Linked DNA regions of Mus musculus: all the other regions are linked to region 4. Evidence: chromatin contacts called from public Hi-C and promoter capture Hi-C data. All regions are on one chromosome and are shown on one strand. Each heading gives the region's core, a stretch centred on a gene start, on an enhancer-like site or on the middle of the called end of the contact. The rest is flanking DNA. Distances are from core to core; before and after follow the strand shown. Region 1 holds the start of Gnpnat1 (glucosamine-phosphate N-acetyltransferase 1). Region 2 holds the start of Ero1a (endoplasmic reticulum oxidoreductase 1 alpha). Region 3 holds the start of Styx (serine/threonine/tyrosine interaction protein). Region 4 holds the start of Cnih1 (cornichon family AMPA receptor auxiliary protein 1). Region 5 has its middle 8.5 kb from the start of Gm34250. Region 6 holds the start of Tmem260 (transmembrane protein 260). Region 7 holds the start of Txndc16 (thioredoxin domain containing 16).

Region 1 (3,057 bases), core at 238-2,737, 1.4 Mb before region 4:
CTGAAGCATGGACTGTGTGGGACTCAAGGACAGCAGGCTACCCAGTCACACCTATCTCAAACACACACACACTTTAAAACTAATTATTGGAGTTGATTAAACATGGAGATTTTTTTAAAAAGCTGGTTCTAAGGTACCCCTCTCTACTACTCCCCCCCCCACCCAAGTTCAAGGCTAGCCCCTGCTACACAGGCTGTTTTATCAAAACAAAACTACAAGAAGCCTTCATTCTGTAGCACTTAAAGGTCACCACCTAACTTCCTCTCTAAGTTTGGTTGTAAACTCTAACTAAAAGCCCCTCCCCCTCTACCCAGTAGGGTTTAACTTCTAAATTAGCATTTGTTTACAATGCTTGAGTATTGCCTAAGCCCTAGTCCAGTGAACCTCTAGTCAATGAATAATGAATGACGTAAGGTATTATCTAGAAATCACATTTCAGAAAGTCATGTAGAAAAAAAGATTGCCACATGGCCACAAGTGAGAAGACAAAAGACATACACCCAACTTCAAGTTTGGTTTCCCAGCCTCTGAATGAGTCTGGATATAGATGGGGAGCGGCTGCTTCCTGAAAAACAGCGGAGCAACAAGTAGGAAGATTGAAGACCAGGATTCACACATTTCTAAACATGATCTGCAGCCAAATCAAACTCGCTGTGATAGGTTACAGGTAGACAGACAGATAAGTAGACAGCTCCGAGTATCTTCATGAAAGGTAGTATTTCATGAAGCAAGAAGTCTTTCCCGTTAGTGTACTTAATCTACACGATCTGATTAGCCCCAAGTCTAGTTGCACAGTTGGGAGCACCGAGTTTCCAAGACTAGCCCTAAGGTTAGTTAACACTCATCAACAAATGAGTGGCCTGGAATGAGGATCCTCTCATTTTCCCATAGAGCATTACTGCAGGAAAGTCAACAGATGACAATCTTTGCATCATGGAATCTGTTTGAATCATACAATTCCTACCTTAATGAATCCATTTCCTGAGACCTACTCTTGGATTAATTAATCCCAAACAAACCCCCATTTATTTTTTTACAGGAACAAATTTTATGCTTGCCTTACATAAACATTAGCTCTAACACATAATAGAAACCACACAGTTGGTGTTTCTAGAGGTTCAAGTTCTAGGTTCCCCCACCCCAGGTTTCATACAGTCTGCGCAGCTGGGGCTCTTCAGAGCCGGTGCTTGTCTTCAGCGGCTCTGACCGCTACACCCGTAAAAGGGAACCGAGGGTTCGCGCCCTTTCATAGGGACGGCGGCAGAAAAGGTGAGGACCGTCCCCCATTCCCACGCCACGGACACTCCTAGGCCCTCCAAGACCCTGCCCGGCCAGACTGCCGGGCATCAAGCTTTGCCGCCCGGCTCCCGGGCAGGGCGTCTCAGCCTCTGCGGTCCCAAGCCCGCCAGCCCTCGCGTCCCAGCCCCAGGCCGCCTCACCGCACTGGAGCGGACCACGCTCCAGTCCCGGCGCGTCAGTCTCCCTGCGGGTCAAAGCGCCGCCGCATCCGGATCCGGCTGCAGCTCCAGCCCCGCCCCCCGTGCGCCCCCACGCGCCGCAGCCGGAACCGCCAGGCCAAACGTGGCCGGACCAACGCCTCTGCCCTGCCCCGCCCTCACGCACCGCTGCGCACGCGGAGGCACGGCCACGCACACCACTCCTGGGCTCCGGAGGCGAGGCGGGGCGGGGCGGGGCGGGGCGTGGGGCAAAGACCAGGGGCAAAGCTTGCGTCATCAGTTTACCTTCCAGACTTGCCTTTCGCTCACTGCACGAGAGTACCACCGTCGCTCTCACACCTTATCTGAAAATAAAGCCATAGGAGTATAAGCAGCCTACCGCGATGACCGGTGTGGGTTCCTTTCATTCTCCGAGCCCTAAGGCTCCTACCCTGTCAGTCCCATCGTCCCCCTCCCTCACTTGCATGCAGTCCATTAACAGGACTGGTGATTACATCTCCTGATTGTCAAATGTCTGAGACAAGGCTGGGCTTCTGTCTTCTAGAAACTGAGCTGGAACCACTCACCCTTGAGCTCTCTTGAGCTTTCCACTGCAGCCCTTTGCTTCCTATGACACCCGGAACATTTCAGCTTACTCTGGGCAAGAAGTGGCTACGTTCTCCAGGCAGTGAAGAGTGGGGTAGAGGCCAGGGCCCTGAAAGCATCTTACAGTATACAGCAAATACTGTGCTTGTTCTGTAATCTCAGTCCTGGGAAGGTTCCTACCTCCAGTGTCTCTCTCTTAAGTGTCATTTAGTGTCATCTGACAAGTGAGGAAGCAGAGATTTGGAGATATACATACATACATACATACATTCACACACACACACACACAGCGAGTGTGTGTGTGTGTGTGTGTGTGTGTGTGTGTAGTACTTGGTGCATGCCTTTAATTCCAGCACTAGAGACCAGAGGCTTTGTGCATCTCTGTGAGTTCAAGACAGTTCTACACAATTAGATCAAATACAGCCCCGAATATGTAGAGAAATGCTGTCACTAGATAGATAGATAGATAGATAGATAGATAGATAGATAGATAGATAGGGGAGGAGGAAGAAATGTCTTGAATATACCAAGACGTATACCACTTCCATCTCTGAACTCATTAAAATATTTGTTTTTTTTAAAGATTTATTTATTATATGTAAGTACACTGTAGCTGTCCTCAGACACACCAGAAGAGGGAGTCAGTTCTTGTTACAGATGGTTGTGAGCCACCATGTGGTTGCTGGGATTTGAACTCTGGACCTTTGGAAGAGCAGTCGGGTGCTCTTACCCACTGAGCCATCCCGCCAGCCAAAATATTTGTTTTTTAATGTCTTACTACATTATTTTGCTTATTTTAAAACTTGCAGCATCAGAGAAATACAGAATAAAAAGTCATGTGTCCCCATGGCTTCGCCTGTAGAATTAACATTATGTTAACAGCTTGGTAGAAATGTCTTCGGATTATGTGAATTTCCTTTGCTGTGCTTCCATTTTACTTGTGGCTTTGAACATTTGTGACACAGCTTCCTAATCTTTGGTGGTATCTGGTACCTAATCTGACACTGTGACGGTC
Region 2 (3,195 bases), core at 380-2,879, 1.5 Mb before region 4:
AGCTTCCTATCTCAAGTGTTTAGATGTTGAAACTGTTTACCTTAAATTTGTAATCAATAGAAAAATGGCCTTTTTCTGGACTTCTAACAACTCACTTCTGCTCCAAAATTACTCAACAAAACAATAAAATCCAAAAGTTTAAAGCGATGAAACAGATAACACCCCTTCTTCCTGACACTCGAGTGCTTATCTTACAGTATCATATGCAGCATACACGTATTTCTGATCACAAATAATAAGACCCACGAGTGACCTGGCTGTCTATCCCTCCATTTTTTTATAGATGTAATTTCAGAAATCGAAGTCCACCAAAAAGGTGGCTATAAGAAGAGCCACTGCTTATAGGGCTATAAGAAAGCCAATGCTTGGTCATTTGCCTGAGGACCCGAGGTGGATCCCGGTGTCCCATGTGGTGGTTGGGGAGAGGTTCCTGCAAGCTGTGGACTAAAAGCACCCCCTACAATGCGTACATTCACAGGTACAATATACATACCCACAAAACAAACCTGTATTTTAAACATCGTAAAGAACAGTAATGAACAAGTCGAGGGGGAAAGGGTGCTGGCCAGCGCCAGGTGTGGTCGTGAACGTCTGTTTAACAATACAATTTACATATTAAGTATCTCAGTAATAAAATGATCTAATACACTTTTAAACAGAAGAAAGTCTGGGGAACCGCTAATATTCGAGAGTTCTTCCAGGCTTTACAAGAAAGCACTAAGAGACTAGCACATCGACTGAATATGATACTTCTGGGTATTTCCAAGCTGTTAGCATTTCCTTAAGACAGCAAAATGAAATTCACAGTTATTTCAATGCGCCTAGCCTAAACGGCCTCATACAAAATTTACAGGCTACACTAAGAAAATAAAATTCTTTGAATGTTTTGCTCACGGAACCCACATCTCCTACAGAAGTAAATAATCACAGCTCATAATCAAACTTGAATACAGAAGAGCTAGGGCCTACCTCGGATTCCGCAAAGGAAGTGTCAGTATACGAGAATAAGCTTCAGGGGCAAGGTGCACCATACACAGGCCGAGAAGTCACAGGACAACAACAGCCGCAAAGACACCAGGCAGTTAGATCAGGCCACCCAAAGAGCCCCTCAAGGTCATTCAACCTCTTGACAACGACAAGACCTAAAGAACAACTAGTCTCCCCAAGAGTCCATATCGGGAACAGAAAGGCTGGGGACGTCCCCGGCACCGCTCGCACGAGGTGCCCAGGTGCCGGGTCCATTCAGAACCCCCGGTCCTGTGGACACGGAGCAGCCAAGGCAGGATGCAAGGAAGCAGTGTGACAAGCTGGCCAGGCGCCCACGCCCATCGAAGGGTGCCCCGTCCCGGGGCGATCGGGAACGCGGTGCGGGCCGCGCATCAGGATCGCCGGCGCCCGGAGATGCGCAGCCCCTGGGCCGCCCGCGCGCCTCACCTGGCAGAAGCAGCGCTGTGCCGCTGTCTCCGGCCGCCGCTCCTCGCCGTGGCCCAAGCGCAGCAGCCACACGACGCCCAGGAGTCCAACGAGCAAGCCCCAGGCGCGGCCCATCGCCGCTCGCCGCCCACCGCCCTCTACCCGCGCCGCCGTGCTTGGCTCCCCGGCGCAGGCCGCGCGCCCGCTGAAGTAGCCTGCGCCGGCCCCGCCCCGCGCTCCGCCCTGCGCCCTCCGCGCTCCCGCCTCCCCTGCGGACGTGCAGCGGCGCGCGCCTCTGTCCACGCGAGCCTCGGGCGGCCGCCTTCCTGCGCGCCCCGCTCACGCACCCGCCTCCGGTACACCTGGCCTGCAGCTCGTCCGGCGCAAAGACGCGGTCCTTCCGGGGTCGGGGTATCCCCCGAGCCACACTGCCCGGGGCCTGCGCCGTCCTGCCCGCCCCGCCCCGGAGCTCACGCCAGCCAGCCCATCCTTTCTCAACACTAGGAAATCCCGAGCCTGGGTTACGTGTCCGCCGTGCTCTGGCTGCCTAAGCCTTTTAAAAGGATGTTGGAGTTCATCTCGGGGAGCACGGCCGTACACACGATTCAGTGGCTTTCTAGTTTTTCCCTTCCTACATCCTACAAAGGGAACAGGTGAAATTGGTTTCCAAAGGGCTGTGCACCGCGGCTTACACCTATAATCCAACACTCCAGAGACTGTGGCAAGAGGATTGCTCAATGTCAAAGACAGCTTGAGCTACATACTTCCTGCCCTATAGAGTTAGGCTCTATTTTATAAATAAATGTTTAAATATAATAATAAAAACATGTTTTTATTAAACTAGCATAGAGAAGATATTAGCTCAATGTGTAGTCCCGATTTGTTCATAAAAAATTGACTCCTTTTTTGCTGTATTTTATGCGAATTAGGCATATTTCACAAGCTAGAGAGCAATGTGGTAAAGACTATTCAATCTCTCGTTTCATAAGTGGAAATGGGGAAAGCTGTTGCTAAGAACTGGAGTCAGGCAGTGAGAAGCCTTGCTTAGCCTGTTATCTATAGCATGCACTGTACACAGAGTAAGATAATATGGCCTTATAAGCTAATATTGTCTTCACGATAGCTATATTCCAGCTCATACTTACCTTTTCTAGAACCAGATCATAGTGTCTCTGTTACAGGTGTTTTTGCTGGTGTTCTTTTCACACTGTTCCAGATTAAAAGCAAGTTTCCATTCAATTCACTTTGCAATGCCGAGCTTGGCCTTGGAAGTACACAGGTGCATCGGCTCCATAAAACTGACAATGTCGTCAGTTTTCTTGGCTTCGTTGTCTCGTTTAGCTTGGGGTAGTGCATTTTTATTTTGATGAAGGGTCTCACTGTGTATTCCTGACTGGTCTGGAACTTACACTGTGGACCACGCTGGCCTCGAACAGGCAGAAATCAATTCACCTCTGCCTCCCTAGACCTGAGATTAAACACCTGTTGCCACCACAACCAGTCTTCCAGTCTTATTTTTAGTTCACTAATAATTGTGTGTAAGATATGTTTTCAATCCATATGTACATTGTAGGAAGACTCAATCACACTAATATATCCATCACCTCACCAGCTTGACTTTTTCTTACAAGAATGTTTAAAAAAATAAGTCTATTAGTATCTTCAGTCTATTAGTAGCTTCCAAGTACACGGTATATAAACCACAGCCTCCATGCAATACCATGGGTCAACGAAACTTACTTTTCCAGTCTAACTGTACCTTTGTGCCCTTGGACCAACTTT
Region 3 (2,826 bases), core at 32-2,531, 1.4 Mb before region 4:
ACTCTGTAGACCAGGCTGGCCTCGAACTCAGAAATCTGCCTGCCTCTGCCTCCCAAGTGCTGGAATTAAAAGGGTATGCCACCACTGCCCAGCTTCCCCTTTCTTTTTGAGACAAGGTCTCACTATGTACCCCTGGCTGGCCTGGGACACTTACTGTGTGGGTTAGGCCAGTCTCAACTCACAGACATTTTCTTGCCTCTCCTGAGTGGTGGAATTAAAGGCATTTACCACAATACTTGCCATTGGATTATTTTTTAATTAAAAATTACTAGCAGGGTATTCTGTGCCTTTTGTAATTCTTAAAGCTGGATAATAGTTTATGTAACACTAGAGAGCATAGACCATCTAATTAGCCACCTAATTTTTGAACAGCTATCCTGTATATTGAACATGCATTACATATATGACAACATGAAAAGAGTTAAGAGGAAATCCAAGTTAAACACGCGGTCCTTCCACTTTAAAGGATTTTTTTTTTTTTTTTTTTTGATAATGACAGTCCTGAGGTCTCTAGGAAGTAGTGTTAAAATACAGTGAAAAGTAGTGATAGTCTTAGTTACACACTTTGCAGCCTTCAGTGATTCCTTCAGTGAGACCAAAGGTGGTTCAGAAGTTCAAACCAGGCCTTTAATCATTTCATCTCAGAACTCTTGTAAATTTGAGGACCAGCCTGGTGTACATAGCGAGACCCTGAAGAAGGTATATTCTTCAAAAATTATTAACTCTAACGCCAGCTCCTCACACAATCATCTTTTATGTTGAAAAATAGGCTCGGAGAAATCTTAAAGAGTACCGAATACAATTTAGTAAGTAAACTATCATTTACATTTCTGATGACTTTTTTTAAGAATCATTTTCTTGAAATTTTCTGGATAATTTGAGTTGTTAACACTCCGGAGTATACCTAAGAGGCCACTTTCTACTTTGTTTAAAGATGATGGGTATCTCGGGGTTTTTTGTTTTTGTTTTTTTCGTAGTCTAACATGAATTTAAGCTGAACTCTTCCTGTTTGGTTATGACTTCCCCCACGGATTGGATCGAGCAGCATTCCTCTGAGTGTGGAGGACACTTTGAAGGGACGGACTCCCATCCCATTTGGGAAGGCCTTGGCCCCGACCGCTCCTCCCCTACGGCCGCAGCTCCGCCCTGCGGGAAGCTCCTCCCCCCGCGTCTGCGCGCTCGCGGACGGGCGGGGCGGAGGCGCGCTGACACCTGGCGGCGGGGGCGGGCCGTCGGCGAGCGTGGGCTGGGATTGGCTGGGCCGCGTGGGCTGGGGCGGGAGGAGACGGTTATGGGCTCGTGCCTGGGTCGGATCCCGGCTCTCTGAGGGGCGCGGAGACCTGCGGGAGGGACACGGCCGCAGCATGGCGGCCGGCAGCGCACCGCCCTGCCCTCCGCCTTCCTGTCGCAGCCGCTTGGATCCTGTGGTCCGCGAGTGCTTGCTGTGAGCCTGCCGCGCGTCAGCCCCCCCACCGCTCGCCCGCCCGCCCGCCCTCCTTCCCTTGTCGCCTCTGCCAGCCCGGAGGGCGGCCGGGCGCACCGCGCCCACCCACCGGGGCCCTGGGACCATGGAGGACGTGAAACTGGAGTTCCCCTCGCTCCCGCAGTGCAAAGACGACGCCGAGGTGAGTGCCCGGCGGCCCGCCCTGCCGCGGGCAGCCCCCGGGTCTCCGGCCAAGCAGCGCCTCTGGCCCAACTGTCCCAGACTCTTCCCTTTCCCCTTGGGCGTGAAGGGGCGTCAGTGAGGTCCTCCTCCCGCGGGACCCTATCGGAGGAGCCAACCCGGAGAGTACTCTTGACCACTCGCCTCGGCGTTGAGGCTTTTCGTGAACACAGACTCTTCCTTACCAGAGCAACACGCTGTGGAGTTGTTTTTAATCTGAGCTTGATGTTAGATTCACATGCGGGACACATAGCCAGCCCCACGTGTGGAATAGATCGGAGGCGTGAACTCTGGAATTGCACCCCTCTAATAGTACTCAAGTCAAAAACCAACCACCACCACTACCAAAAAACCCACAAAAAACGATGACTAGCGTGGGGCGGGGGGGGGGGGGGAGTAGAAAAGCTAAGCTTCTTTGAATTTGAAAATTTTTAGTAACAAATCTTGCCTGTACTATCGAGAGCAAAATTCTCCCAATTTATGATTTAAGGGTTCTTTTCACCCCACCTTGATTTTTTTCTTTACCTAACATCTGTTGCAAATATTTTATGGTACCAGAAACTGTTAAGTTAGAGTTTGCCAGAGGCTAAAATTAGTGACAAGGATTCTTACCTGTGACACTTAATAGGATCAAAAAAGGATTCTAGAGTTTTGCTTGTGTGTTTGATATAAGTCCTGGCTGTCCTGGAACTCACTAGACGAGGCTGGCCTGAAACCCAAAGAGATCCACCTGCTTCTGTACCCCAAATGCTGGGATTGAAGGTGTACACCCCTTAATCTCTCAGTGTTTTAAAGGTATTTGGGACTACTCTTGGCTGGCACACTTGTAACCCCTCTACTTGGGAGGTGGAAGGAGAAAGGAGGGGTCACTGTAGCCTTGGTTCTATAGCAAATTTGAGACCAGTCTCAGTTACAGATGAGATGGAGACTTTATACCAAATGCTCAATTCTATTGAATGTCTTCATTTGATTCAGATCACTTTTTTGTATTTGTTTTGTTGTGATGGTGGGTTTTTGAGAAAGGGTTTCTTTGTAGCCCTGGCTGTCCTGGAACTTTGTAAGACAAGGTCTTGTGTACCCAGGAATGTCCCCTGTTCTCCCAAGTGACTTACTGTCATTTGAAGGATTCTCTTTCTTATTTGTAGTAGTGATGGTTGAGGCAT
Region 4 (2,930 bases), core at 380-2,879:
GAACTCAAATCCGCCTGCCTCTGCCTCCCGAGTGCTGGGATTAAAGGCCTGCGCGACCACGCCCGGCTGTTTCTTAAGCCAAACACAGAATGTGGAAAACGTGGGGAAGTGCCCAGCTCTCTTCCACTAATCTCCACCATTCCAGAGGACATTTATAAAAAGAGCAAATGACTTAAAGTTACAGATGGAAAGGAGCCAGACACTCCACTTTCATTGGAAACAACAATGGGGCCAGCTCGAAAGCTATCCATCTTCCTGTTCTTCCTCCAAAGAGCAGAAGATGCTCTTCCAATCTTAGTTAAAACTAATGAGCGTTGTGTGAAGTAGCAGTTATTTCTGACAAAGTGAACACCGGACCCCAGCATTCCCCATCCACAGGCAAATAGGCTCTAAATACAATCACACTCCTTAGCAAGAAGGACCCTTGGTATCTATCTACCTACTTCGGAGACTTCTGCAACCATTTAATCTGCTGCCATTTAATCACGCACAGGATGGTGATGAAACCTGACTTAGTATTTACACGAGGTTGAACTCGCCCCATCATTCAAATTATGCCATTATTCCAGAAAGTACTGGGAGGATAGAAACAAATGAGCTCAACTTTTGAGAATTGCTGATCTCCCAGAGAGCTCTTTCAGTGGTGCTAAGCGGTAGAGACACTCAAAAGTCTGTCTCAATAGAACTGTCACCAGGGACAGAGCACAGTAAGAATGCACGTCCACCCTGCAAGGACATATGAGGAGCCAAAAGTTTCTGAGGATTTTCAAAATCAAATTAAAACTCCCTCTACTAAATCATGCAGCCCATACCACAGAGGTGGCTTGGGAGGCTGTCTCCTGAAAAAGCTCTCGCGATCCAAAGTATGACTTCAGGGGAAAACTCGGAGATGTGGCCAACGAAGTAATCAATCCAAGCTGCCTCAAAGTTCACCAGGAACTCGTCTCTCAACCACCGTGTTCTACTAGAAAATCGCCCATCGAGTGCTGCAAAGCAGAGTTGGAAATGGAGCTAAAGTAACTTATAATATCCGATTTTGGCCGTGCTCCGAGGAAGCCTTAAAAGGAAATCGGTAATTCAAGGATAAAAATTAGGAAAACTTCACGCCGAGAGTCACCGCTCGGTGCGCACTGGGCATCCATCGAGACGGGGGACGCGGACAAGCCGTGCGCGCGGGCCCGGCGTAGACACGGAGCCGCCCGCCTGCCCGCCCCGCCCAGCCCTGCTCGCGAATAGCGGAGCGCGGCCTGGGCCCGCACGCGGCGGCGTGGACACCGGGACCCCGCACGCCATGCCCTCCGGACCCCGGCCCGGGAGCGCGCAGCGTCCACGGCCCTAGCAGCCAGGCCACGTCCTGGCGCGCGCCGGCAGCTGGGGCCCCACGCAGCCCCGGGCCGGGAGCTGCAAGAGGCTGCGCCGTCGCTCGCCCTCTTTCCCCCTGCCCCGGCTACTCACGTGCCAGATGGCGAAGAAGATGAGCGCGGCGGTGAGCAGCAGCGCCAGCATATAGCAGAAGGCCGCGAAAGTGAACGCCATGGCCGGGGAGGAGCTGCCGGGCGCGCCGGGGCCAGCGGAGAAAGGCGGCGCACGGCCCTCTGGGTAAAACCATTCACTTCCCCCGGCCTCAGCCTCCACTGCCGCCGCGGCCTCCTCCCGGCGCGCTTGCGCAGAGGGCCGCCCGCGCGAGCACCCCCTGATGGTCGGAGTTTGCGTGGCTCTTCTGTTGTCTGCACAGTTGATTTTGTCCTTCATTCTGTAGTTTACTCTTTGGATAGCCATTAAATGAATGTCTAGCTTGTTCCAGAGACTAGTCTTGTGTTTGAAATGCAAAAGTAGATTTTAAAAGTGCCTGTATTGAAAGGATTTAATCTACTTCCAGGAACGAGCGACTAAACAATGTTGTTATAACGCTGTAAACTGGTACTTGTGCATGCTATGAAAGGTCACCCGGCCCTCCTGGAAGCTAATCTGAGGCTTCTATGATAAGTGCAGGAAAAGAGAAGGGAGTGCTGGCGATACAGGAAATCGGCTCAAATGAGCAAAGGGCAGAGGTGGAAAGGGAAAAAGGAAAGGAAAACGTTGTGTCTTGGGTGCAACCAGCAATGGATCTGTTAGTGGAACTTGGGTGACAGAGGTCTAAGACCTCAAACCACAGAGTAGCAAAATACGCTCAGTTCAGGAGCTCAGGCTTACACCCAGACCCCCGGCTTTTCAAACTTTATTGCTTATCACAAGATTTCAAAGATTTTGTTTTTCTCAGTGTAACCCTGTAACATAAAGACCACAGATTAGAAAGGTAGTGGTGGTGAAAAAAAAAATCAAAAACAAAGTAAAATTTCTACAAAACAGTTTTATTTTTAATGCTGGCTGCAATCTGAGAAACCAGTTCATCATCTACTAGATGCTGATGATGGAAGAAAAACTCTTCAAGGCTTTTAAGCAAGAAAGACACGATAAATTTGTGTTGAAATGTGCTCACTGGAGCAAACGGAATAGAATGTTTTAGAGGGCTATGTCCAGCCTGTCTGAGACTTTCTGCATTGGTAGACATTTGCTCTTGTGGAATACAGCCACTGGCTACTTGTGGATACAAGGTGGCTAAGATGGCTAAGGAATTGAACTTTAAATTCTGCATCACTCTAGTGGATTAACATTTATTTTAAAGTTACATTCATTGTGTGAGCACACATCCACTGTTTGGTGGTGAGTGGAAGAAACTCTGAGGCAGTGAGGGTCTGGGAGAATGTGTGCTATTTGGCTTGGGCACTAAATCCTCAGAGTCATGGGAAAATGGCAAATGCCACTACACCCCAGGCTCAAGGAAATAGCAAAACCTTTCTCTAGTCTGTGTGGATTTCCATCTCTACCATAGCCCCACCCTATTCACTGCCTGAAGACTGCTCCCTGCAGAGACTGCACCTACTAAGATT
Region 5 (2,949 bases), core at 334-2,833, 1.3 Mb before region 4:
AACAATCATTTGCCCAAGGTGAGACAGACTGTCCTTTCTGGGCTAACTGTCATCTCTGGAATCCTGTTCTACAGCTAGGCCACTCTAGCAAGTTACAAACTTGAAATATGAATCCAGGTCTGAAGACTCCAGAGTTTCCACACCTGAACTTCATATAATCTTCCCCGGAAAGGCACAGTGGAGGTCATGCATGTATTAGGCACATATTTGCACCCACCCACATCTCTGTGCAGCATTTTTTTACCCATGTATTAGAACTTAAACCTGACAGTGGCTGGGAACTTGTAAAAGCAATTACACTTCAGAAAAGGCCCAGCTGGAAGAGGCCAGCCACACTGTAGCAGAGTCAGAAGATAGGGATAATCCAGATGTCAGGGCGAGGTCTTGAACTAAGGCACAGGATAGGGAGGGATGGGCACCCTCAAGCCCAAGGGACCTTTTCAAAAGGAGATTGAAGTGATTTTGTGGCCACTTAAGTATTTGTGGTGTTGGCTCTGACAGTGATGGAGGGGTCACTGGCAGGGCTTCCAGAACTGTGTGTATTCTAACGCTCATGGAGGTGAGGGGGGGGGGAGAGAGAGAGAGAGAGAGAGAGAGAGAGAGAGAGACAAAGTTCTACTTTGAGATGGTGCGGCTGAGGTGCCTTTGAGACTGTCAAGACACATCTGAAACAGGGAATCTCAGCCTCCCTGGGCAGCTGGCAGAGATGGAGCTGAGAAGGGATTTGAACGACATTTTTCCGTCTCTAGTGGCCGGTGATGTCATGACATTGACTCTCCTCCTCGGAGAGATGGAGATGTCTATCAAAGGAGGACCCAGAAATCCTAACCTTGAGTTGCGATGGGCAGAGAGAAACCAGAGAAAGGGGAGCTAGGTAAAATGGCATTAGAAGAGCTGAGGGGAATGCAATTCTCACAGGAATGTTGACAATCAGAAGTGGTCTCCGCAGTTGAACAAGTCCCCGAAATCTGCCTGTGATTCCAGATCTGTCACTTGGAAGACACGAAGTGGAAACCTGTCCCTACTGGCCACTGAGGTAGTAAGCGCCAAGGCCCAGTCTCAGCAGACTCTTAAGAGTTAGCAGCTGGCTGGAGAGATGGCTCAGCAGGTAAGAGCACTTTCCAACGAGCCTGTGGACCTGAGTACAATCCCTGGAAGCCGCCTGGTACAAGAAGAGAACCAACTCTTGAAAGTTGTCCTCTGACCTCTGCGCTGTGTACCACCCCCGCCCCCATGCGCACAGCAGACACGAAGTTTAGCAATGATAGGACACGTAATAAATGACTGGCGAATGAGCGAACGCTTTCAAAAAAGTCACAGGGTAGCACAGGCTTTTTCCATTTGTGCATTGCACACGTAAGCCATGAGACTGCTCAGTGTGCCCCTTTGACTCATTACATTGCTTCAGATTTTAAAAATAATCTGATGTCTCCCGTGATGCTACACAGTCTTGCCTCTCCTCTGGAAGGGCTGTTAATTTTGACAACTTAAAATTCAGGGGCTTATGGTTCCAGCATATTCCCTGTCGTTCTAAGATTGAGTTTAAAAGCACCACTTGAGGTGCATCGTGTTCTTCTGGGTGTGAGCAGCTTCCATCACTGGCCCAACTTCTTCCAACTCCGCTGTTCTAGCGGCAATTTCCTGTCCATCTGGGAGTCATTATCTCCCAGAGCTGCACTTAAGTAAGCTGGAATAATGTCAACCCGTACCTTTCCTGCTAATTAGCAGTGTTGGTTGGATCCTCTTCTTAAATCGGGCTCAAGTTGCCGATCAAGAAAGCCACGCAAAGCCATAAAATAATAGGTCACCAATAAAATTTCAAAGGTCTGAAAACTTTTATTGTGGAAAAAAAATATTAACAAAACTGAATTAATGTGGTAATCATCTTCAAGGCAAAAAGTTTCCCACATGTTTAAATAATTAAGACAATTAGACAACTGTAAACCAGGCTTTCAAGTCTGTGGTTCTTTATAGTAGGAAGGCTCTGTTGTAAAGATTTATTAACTAAGGTCGCTCATTCAAGCAGGGCATAAAGTCTGTAGACAATGTCACCTGCTGAGAGGCCCCTTTATGCCCTTGTTTTGTTTTGTTTTGGTTTGGTTTGGTTTGGTTTTTTGAGACAGGGTTTCTCTGTGTAGCCCTGGCTGTCCTGGAACTCATTTTGTAGACCAGGCTGGCCTCGAACTCAGAAATCCACCTGCCTCTGCCTCCCAAGTGCTGGGATTAAAGGCGTGCGCCACCACACCCGGCTTGTTTTGTTTTTTTTAAGTGACAAAAGAATTAACCGAATTCATCTGGAAGAGCCTTGCCCTTCTTCTTTAGGGAAGCCTTACCCTTCAGTCCACCCCACTCCTTTGTGGTAGCCATGTTCTTTTCCGAGTCTTCTCACTTGCTCTGTCCTGCAGTGCTTAGCCCCTTGGTAAAGAGCTTACAATCACGACATTTTATGCGTTTCTGTGGTTATTTCCCGGGTGCCTCGTATAGGCTTCATCTCTGGCGCTCACTCTTCCTTAAGGCCGACTGGAAGGTTAGCCTCATTTCCCACAGTGCCTTAATCAGGACCCCTGGGGTTAATTTTCCAAGGCTCTCAGCTGTTTGGTTAAACATGGCGTTGCTTTGAAAGTATTTTTAAGTCAGTAGAAACCGAGTAAAGCTTTTATGTCAGGTGGGCCTTGTCCAGTGAAAGCCAGAACTGGAGAACTGAGGGTCTGAGGGTCTCTGAAGTGGAAGGAATCCTACTCAAACTTGCAACACGGACACCCTGCCCTGTGGAACTCGGACTCCACCGTAGCATCCGCTCTTCCTTGAATCTCCAGCCTGTGGGCCAGGCGTGTTCAGAGTTCAGACTAGCCCACTCTCACTGTCACCTGAGTTAAGCTTCCAAAATAATCACGAGAGAGAGAGAGAGAGAGAGAGAGAGAGAGAGAGAGAGAGAGAGAGAGAGAGAGA
Region 6 (2,857 bases), core at 141-2,640, 1.7 Mb after region 4:
ACCACCACCACTAACAACAACAACAACAAAAAAACCCAAGGTGGGCAGCTATAGTTGAAGACATCCAAAATTGACCTCTGGTCTCTACATGTACAGACTTGGACAACTCCCCTCCCCACCACACACACACATTGTCACATATGAACACACATACATACAAGATAATCCTGGACAAGCTGTCTAGTTGAAAGGTGTATTTCTCATGATCTCTTGCTACCAAGAAAAGCATTTTCCTCAATGGACGTCAATGGAGAACTTGCTACCATGTCTCCCAGCCATGAAAATCTCTCCCAAATAAACTGCTTCTTCTATAAGTTTCACTGGTCATAGTGTTTTCTCATGCAATAAGGAAAGTACACTGCCCAACCCCTGTGTCCCAGGAGCTCAGATGATAAAGCATTTTATAAACACCAGGAAAAGACTAAGATAGGTGGGCACAATTACTGCCTATCAACTTCACAGCCTGGACACAGTGTTCCTGTCAGACTGCAAATAGCACATTTGTGAATGTTGCCCATTTCCCGTGTATTCTGACACAGATTCTAAGGAGGTTGCCCGCTCCCTTCCCAGACTGAATAATTGCTAAAATAATGCAAACTGCAAGCTTAAAATGTTTACTAGCCTAGCCTGCATGAGGCCCTAGATTCAATTCTCAGCAGTGTGCTGTGTATTGTCTAGTAGCTCCCATCTCTTTCTACATTCCATTTGCATTATTTATGTGGGCTCTTGATTTCATTTTCCACTTTTAGAGCAAAAAAAACAAAAAAACAAAAATCATTCTTCTTCATTTAAGTAGGAGACACTCTTATCATGAAGAGTTAATTTTGTTAACTCAAGTATTTCAACTCACCTACTGAGTTCTCATGTTAAAAAAAGGCTAATTAGCACATTTTAATATCTTAAAATTAGTGAATTAATAATTAGCATATGGATTTACATTAATTTTAATGAGGCAAGGCTCTATAAATACATAGCCGCGATCAATGAGTCCACTGAAAAATATAATAGCAATTAATGTATTTGTGGCTTACTACATGGTTGGAACCCTTCCTTGTTGGGTTTCTAGGGGGCTCTCTTATGCAGTTCCACCCCACGCCACAGGGGGCAGAGCAGCGCTTTCTGGCTCACCGTTATCCACGCCACTTCCGTCTCTTTTGGAACGGACCAAGTCAGTGCGGAAAGGGGGAGAGAGACTGCATAGTGCGAGTAGGCCTGGCCCATGATTGATGTCGTTGGGAATTATGCTCCCTTGTGATTCGTTACTTCAAAGCACACTGACGCAGACACAGTACCACGCGCAGTGACCCCCAGAAGACTCCTAAGCCGTGCCGGAGTGCGCCCGCCATCTCCTCCTCCCCGACCTGGCGGGCGAAGGTATGGTGCGCTCGGCCCTGCTAGACCGGAAGCCGGCGCGGGCTGTGCGCGCCTCTCGGCCAGGGAAGGTCCGCACCGCTGCGAGGGGTCACGGTCCGCGAGCTGCGCGCGTCCGGGCCCATGGGTCTCCATGGCGACGGCGGGAGCCCGGCAGCCGGAGCGGGGCCGTGGCGCTCCGGGGCCCTCCGCGGCAGCGTGGCCGTGTTCGCCTCCGTGGCTGCCGTGTTCACCCTCACGCTGCCCCGCTCGCTGCCTGGGGGAGACTCGGGTAAAGTACTCGCAGGCCGCCCTCCTCCCCGCCCCCCTGCCTCCGGGTGCCGCCGCCTCGGTGTCCCGGCCCCGCGTCCCCTCGCTGGAGCTCCGTGCACGGTTCTGAATTCCAGAACCAGTTCTCTTTCCGGTTCTGGATCTTGGTCTCTGTGTTCTCGAGCTGCTCAGCCGATGAAATTTAACCACTGTCCACTTTGCCCGGATCGTTGTTACCTGTATCACCTGTCGTGCCCTTACAGTGTCACAGACAAAAAAAGATTGACAGTAGTTAACAAATAGCATGGAGCGTTCTACTGTGTTTAGAGACGACACAACGGGTTATTAAATAAACTACATTTTAAGTAGTGGTGAGTTACGGAGGCACTAAGGGAGAATGTGGTTGGAGTGGTAATGAGTAGATTCCTCAGAAGGTCAGGAAAGGCTACCTTGGAGGTGTATTAGTTAGAACCTGAATATTAAGGAACCAGCCATGCAGAAAATTTAGAGGGGAACTCATAAAAGGGAATGCAACTGAAAGCACCCCTCTTCCTGTGAAAATGAAAGACAGGTTTCACACAGATTAAGCTAGGGCATACTTTTCACATATCTGAGTCTAGAAACAAGTCCCTGGTTTGGTTTGGTTTTTACAGCCAGATAAAGTGATCAATAATTTCTCATAATAATCAGCCGTGTTTTCAGAATGGTTCTGTAATGGAACAGTCAAACCGTTTCCTGAAGAGCCCATGAGCTGTTTATAATTTCACTACCTGACAAGTTCACCCGGATTTGGTGGCTGCAGGGGGGAGCATTTATCATCTGTCTGTGGATCAGTATCTCTAGGTGCAGTTTAGCCGGATTCACTAACACAAGACAAGGTGGGGGCCAGGGTTGCAACTTCTCAGGACCCTGTTTAGGGAGTATCTACTTCCAAACTTAAGTCTAGCCCTATATCCCATGTGGCTCTCTTCATAAAATAGCTGATTCCTGTCAAAAGCAAGAGAGCATTCTGTCACCTCTGTCATTTTTGAGACCTAATCCTGGAAGTGATATGCCACTGCCCTGTTTTATTGGAGAGAGTCGGTAAATCTAGACCAGTTCAAAGGGGAGAGGATTACACGGCAAGAAAGCCCTGAGATGGGGATTACCAGGACTGTCTTCAAGATTGCCTGCCACGGAGAGAAGCCTCCATCTCCATTTTCAGGTCATCTCTTCCCGGTTCCACTGAACACTTAGT
Region 7 (3,220 bases), core at 97-2,596, 1.6 Mb before region 4:
CAAGAACCAAAAATCAATCCTGCACTTCCCCTTTCCCTTTCAGTCAAAGCTGACCATCCACATGTGTATCTGGCTAAACATCTGTAACATAGCCTCCACCATACAGCTAATGAGAAAAAGACAACATCTAAATGCTGGAGAGTCTCCTGCCTCATTATAGTCTTCCTGATGAGCCTACCACTGAATAAACACAGACTTAGGGCTTTCTTTTCATTTTATCATTATTGTACATGTGTGTGCATGATTACACTTGTGGATGGTAATACTGTCTGGTGTCTGGCAAACTACTGGACCAGAATAAGTACAGAACAGATCTTAAGCCCCTTTGTAACATGTACTTGGTGGTGGAGGACTGAGAAACAGCCATCTTCTTAAGCAGACCTTAAGGAGGGAGTATTTAGGAAAGGCTGGATATTGGATGCTCCAGTAAATATGCTGTCTACAGAAGCACTGAATCTGCAATGAGAGGCTCACTCTGAGAACACAGGATCCTTCCTCATCTTGCATTACTTTGACTGATTTGCTACCAAATACCAAATACAAAAAAAACACAAAAAACAAAAAACAAAAAAAAAAACCTTCATGTAGTGGCCAACATACAACCGTTCCTCACTTATTTAAAGCAGAAATATACCTCTTATTTTGTATCTCTCAGTCTCTGATGAGAATAGCACCACTTGTTCCAACACACAAGCAGAATCTCACACAAACTCTTCCATTCTGGACAATCACCACATTGTTACTGCTCCGCGCTCCCCCCACCCCTCCCCTGCCCACCCCTGCGCCCAAGAGAGCTTTCTAAATTGCAAGTTTCGAAGAATCACCTTCCCCTTGGAGAAGGCCTCAACGTTCATCTGTTCCCAGGACCACCATCCTTCAGGACCTCTTCCCAAGAGAAGAAAGGGTTGATTACTTACAGTTTCCGCTCGCGCTTTGCTTCATTCGCTTTCCTCGCCCCGTGTTTCCTCCAGCTCAGAAAAAGAAAAGGGGGGGAAATGAAATCAAAACCAGCGTCGTTTGGTGCCCCCAGAAACAGGTGAACTGAATCAGCAAGCAACCTGGCTGGAGGGACGTTTGCCGAGTGCTGATGTGCATGCAATCCTGCAGGCAAAGTCTTGAGGCCCGCGCTGCTACCCACCTGCCTGAGATTCTCGTGCAGAGATGAAAGGTCTCTGAGGACAGCACGTCCCGCCATCAGAGTAGAGATGGTGACAGAAGGCGGGGCAGGGGCTGGTCCCTACGGCGGCTCCCAAAGCAACTACGCCTACCTGAGAAGCTCACCGCCCACGGCCGGCACTGCCTCCGCAAAATCAGTCTCTTGGGCGAAAAAACAACCCCCGAGGCTCCGCCTGCTCCTCGTGCTCCTTACGTAAGAGATCCTCCAACCAATGGACGGTCAGGGGGCGGAGCGAGAACAGCCCCAGGTGACAGAATCTGGAGTCCTCCCGCCGGCGCGAGGAAGTCTTGCAGTTGCTGGGCCAATCAGCAGCGTGGGTGGGAAGAGGGGCGGGGGTAAAAGAGGAGAAAGCAGAAGGCCAATCAGATCAAAGGCTTCTGGAGTGACAGGCTCTGAGGCCTGTGGTATTCCGAGTGAGGCGCCCGGAGGGCGCGCCCGCCCGGGCCAATCGCCGGCAGCTCACAGTGCGGAGCGAGCGCCTCAAAAGCTCGGGTTTCTCAGCTGATTGTCTCCAGCCGAGAGTTGTTTGCTGCTGCTGCGGAGCCGAGCCGCGGCCCGAGGAACCGAGCCCCCCGGGGGGAAGGGGAGGCGGGCCCGAGGGCAGCCGCGGCCATCGCGCGGGGCTGCGACTCCTGTCACGGCGCTGCCCGGGGCCGCAGGCTGGGGCGGGCGGGAGGTCCGGGGGGCGCTCGGGCCGCTTCCTTCCCGCGCTCCCTCCCCGCTGCTCGCGTCCCCTCATGAGGGTATCAGTGTCCGGGCCGGCGGCCGCCGCGGTCCCCACGGCCGGCCGCGAACCCTCGACGTCCGGCGGGGGCGCCGTCGCGGCCTCGGGCGCCGCGGTTCCCGGTTCGGTGCAGCTGGCGCTGAGCGTGCTGCACGCGCTGCTCTACGCCGCGCTCTTCGCCTTTGCCTACCTGCAGCTGTGGCGGCTGCTCCTGTACCGCGAGCGGCGGCTCAGTTACCAGAGCCTCTGCCTCTTCCTGTGTCTCGCGTGGGCAGCGCTCAGGACCACGCTCTTCTCGGCCGCCTTCTCCCTCAGCGGCTCTCTGCCCCTGCTGCGGCCACCCTCTCGCCTGCACTTCTTCCCGCACTGGCTGCTCTACTGCTTCCCCTCCTGCCTACAGTTCTCCACGCTCTGTCTCCTCAACCTCTACCTGGCAGAGGTAAGGCGGGAGGACCGGCGAGCGGGGGAGCGGGGCCGCCGGGATCCACTCCTGCCGAGACGGAAGGGGTCGGGGCTGGGGGAGGTGGCCGGAGGGCAGTCTGGGGACACTGAGACACTCCTGTCTTTCCCTCTCCCTCAACTTAAGCCGCTGATGGACTCGGTGCCTGAGGGGGTTGGAGAAGTGTGAGAGAGAGAGTATGCGTGCCCCGACAACTTAAGGCAGTGGGACACCCTTTGTTCAATGTCCCAGACCTCCACGTAAGGCGTTGGTGGCGACCACAGAGAAGCATCGTAAGAAGTAGCAGCTCCGGTAGCTCTGTCGAGGCTGGACCGGGTTGAGGGAGGTTGGATGCTGAAGTAGAGGCAGCTCTGCTGAAGCTGGACCGCTGCCAGCCATTACGTCACCAGGCAGAGCTGTTCCTCCGCTATTGTTGCTGCGTTTCTTTTATTAGAAGCTTATATCCCCCCCCCCCCCCGCATCTCCTTAACTGTGGCTCGATACACCTTGCACAAATTCTGATCGATCGCTTCCCCGACGGGGTGAACGATCAATAACCAATGCTGCGGGACAGTCGAAGGACCTCCATAAAGCCCTTAGTGTTTGTCCCAGTTGCTGCTTGCTTTGGCGATTTAGGCGGTCTCTTACAGCACAGCCCTTTGGGGGAGAGCTAATTAGGAGAGAAGATACAAGCTTAACCTGTGCCTGTTGCAGAAACAAACCACGGAACTATGTTTTTTGGTGTTTTTGATTTTGTTTTTCCAACAACTTGCTTAATAGCTGGAGTCTAATCACACCCCCTTTCTCTTTTACGGGGAATTGCTGGTTGGATTGCATTGTTCTGCAGCACATTTGACCCATTTCAGACAGGTTGGGGGTA

Evidence for each region. Promoter capture Hi-C pulls out the DNA fragments that hold promoters and counts their contacts. Hi-C and Micro-C count contacts between places; a contact is called where the count stands out from the background. Capture Hi-C pulls out chosen DNA fragments and counts their contacts.
Region 1: a contact with region 4 is called in a promoter capture Hi-C map of pre-B cells, with 7 times the contacts expected there. The contact joins the promoter of Gnpnat1 here to the promoter of Cnih1 in region 4. A contact is called at or near these places in 3 of 39 promoter capture datasets (the 3T3-L1 cell line, hippocampal neurons and pre-B cells) and 2 of 115 datasets of contacts at active chromatin or transcription factors (large pre-B cells and pro-B cells).
Region 2: a promoter capture Hi-C map of embryonic stem cells shows a contact between it and region 4, with 2.8 times the contacts expected there. The contact joins the promoter of Ero1a here to the promoter of Cnih1 in region 4. A contact is called at or near these places in 10 of 39 promoter capture datasets (the C10 cell line, the HPC-7 cell line, HPC-7-derived erythroid cells and 6 more), 5 of 115 datasets of contacts at active chromatin or transcription factors (acute myeloid leukemia, astrocytes, embryonic midbrain and 2 more) and 3 of 9 other capture datasets (adipose tissue, embryonic stem cells and liver).
Region 3: a promoter capture Hi-C map of adipose tissue shows a contact between it and region 4, with 8 times the contacts expected there. The contact joins the promoter of Styx here to the promoter of Cnih1 in region 4. A contact is called at or near these places in 13 of 39 promoter capture datasets (3T3-L1-derived adipocytes, the C10 cell line, the HPC-7 cell line and 8 more), 1 of 115 datasets of contacts at active chromatin or transcription factors (astrocytes) and 3 of 9 other capture datasets (adipose tissue, embryonic stem cells and liver).
Region 5: a promoter capture Hi-C map of cranial neural crest shows a contact between it and region 4. The contact joins the enhancer-like site here to the promoter of Cnih1 in region 4. A contact is called at or near these places in 6 of 39 promoter capture datasets (the 3T3-L1 cell line, 3T3-L1-derived adipocytes, cranial neural crest and 2 more).
Region 6: a Hi-C map of B cells shows a contact between it and region 4, with 5 read pairs. The contact joins the promoter of Tmem260 here to the promoter of Cnih1 in region 4. A contact is called at or near these places in 1 of 39 promoter capture datasets (pre-B cells) and 1 of 484 Hi-C or Micro-C datasets (B cells).
Region 7: a contact with region 4 is called in a promoter capture Hi-C map of pre-B cells. The contact joins the promoter of Txndc16 here to the promoter of Cnih1 in region 4. A contact is called at or near these places in 7 of 39 promoter capture datasets (the 3T3-L1 cell line, the C10 cell line, cranial neural crest and 3 more).

Annotation. Positions count from the first base shown.
Region 1 is chr14:45,387,309-45,390,365 of GRCm38.p6, forward strand. Gnpnat1 (glucosamine-phosphate N-acetyltransferase 1) reads right to left here and starts at 1,488. Exons shown (of 6, transcript NM_019425.2): 1 at 1,440-1,488.
Region 2 is chr14:45,316,943-45,320,137 of GRCm38.p6, forward strand. It overlaps Ero1a (endoplasmic reticulum oxidoreductase 1 alpha), which reads right to left and starts at 1,630. Exons shown (of 16, transcript NM_015774.3): 1 at 1,435-1,630. The coding sequence starts at 1,548.
Region 3 is chr14:45,349,905-45,352,730 of GRCm38.p6, forward strand. Styx (serine/threonine/tyrosine interaction protein) reads left to right here and starts at 1,282. Exons shown (of 11, transcript NM_019637.3): 1 at 1,282-1,625. The coding sequence starts at 1,569.
Region 4 is chr14:46,786,728-46,789,657 of GRCm38.p6, forward strand. Cnih1 (cornichon family AMPA receptor auxiliary protein 1) reads right to left here and starts at 1,630. Exons shown (of 5, transcript NM_009919.2): 1 at 1,456-1,630. The coding sequence starts at 1,536.
Region 5 is chr14:45,437,093-45,440,041 of GRCm38.p6, forward strand. No RefSeq gene overlaps it. Among named protein-coding and RNA genes, the nearest start is that of Gm34250, 8.5 kb to the right of the region's middle. Within about 2 kb of position 1,584, at least 25 of the 459 cell types and tissues checked have an H3K27ac peak or open chromatin away from gene starts, as enhancers often do.
Region 6 is chr14:48,444,962-48,447,818 of GRCm38.p6, forward strand. It overlaps Tmem260 (transmembrane protein 260), which reads left to right and starts at 1,391. Exons shown (of 16, transcript NM_172600.4): 1 at 1,391-1,642. The coding sequence starts at 1,495.
Region 7 is chr14:45,218,079-45,221,298 of GRCm38.p6, forward strand. Txndc16 (thioredoxin domain containing 16) reads right to left here and starts at 1,347. Exons shown (of 21, transcript NM_001310534.1): 1 at 1,139-1,347; 2 at 918-971. It overlaps Gpr137c (G protein-coupled receptor 137C), which reads left to right and starts at 1,639. Exons shown (of 7, transcript NM_027518.2): 1 at 1,639-2,340. The coding sequence starts at 1,915.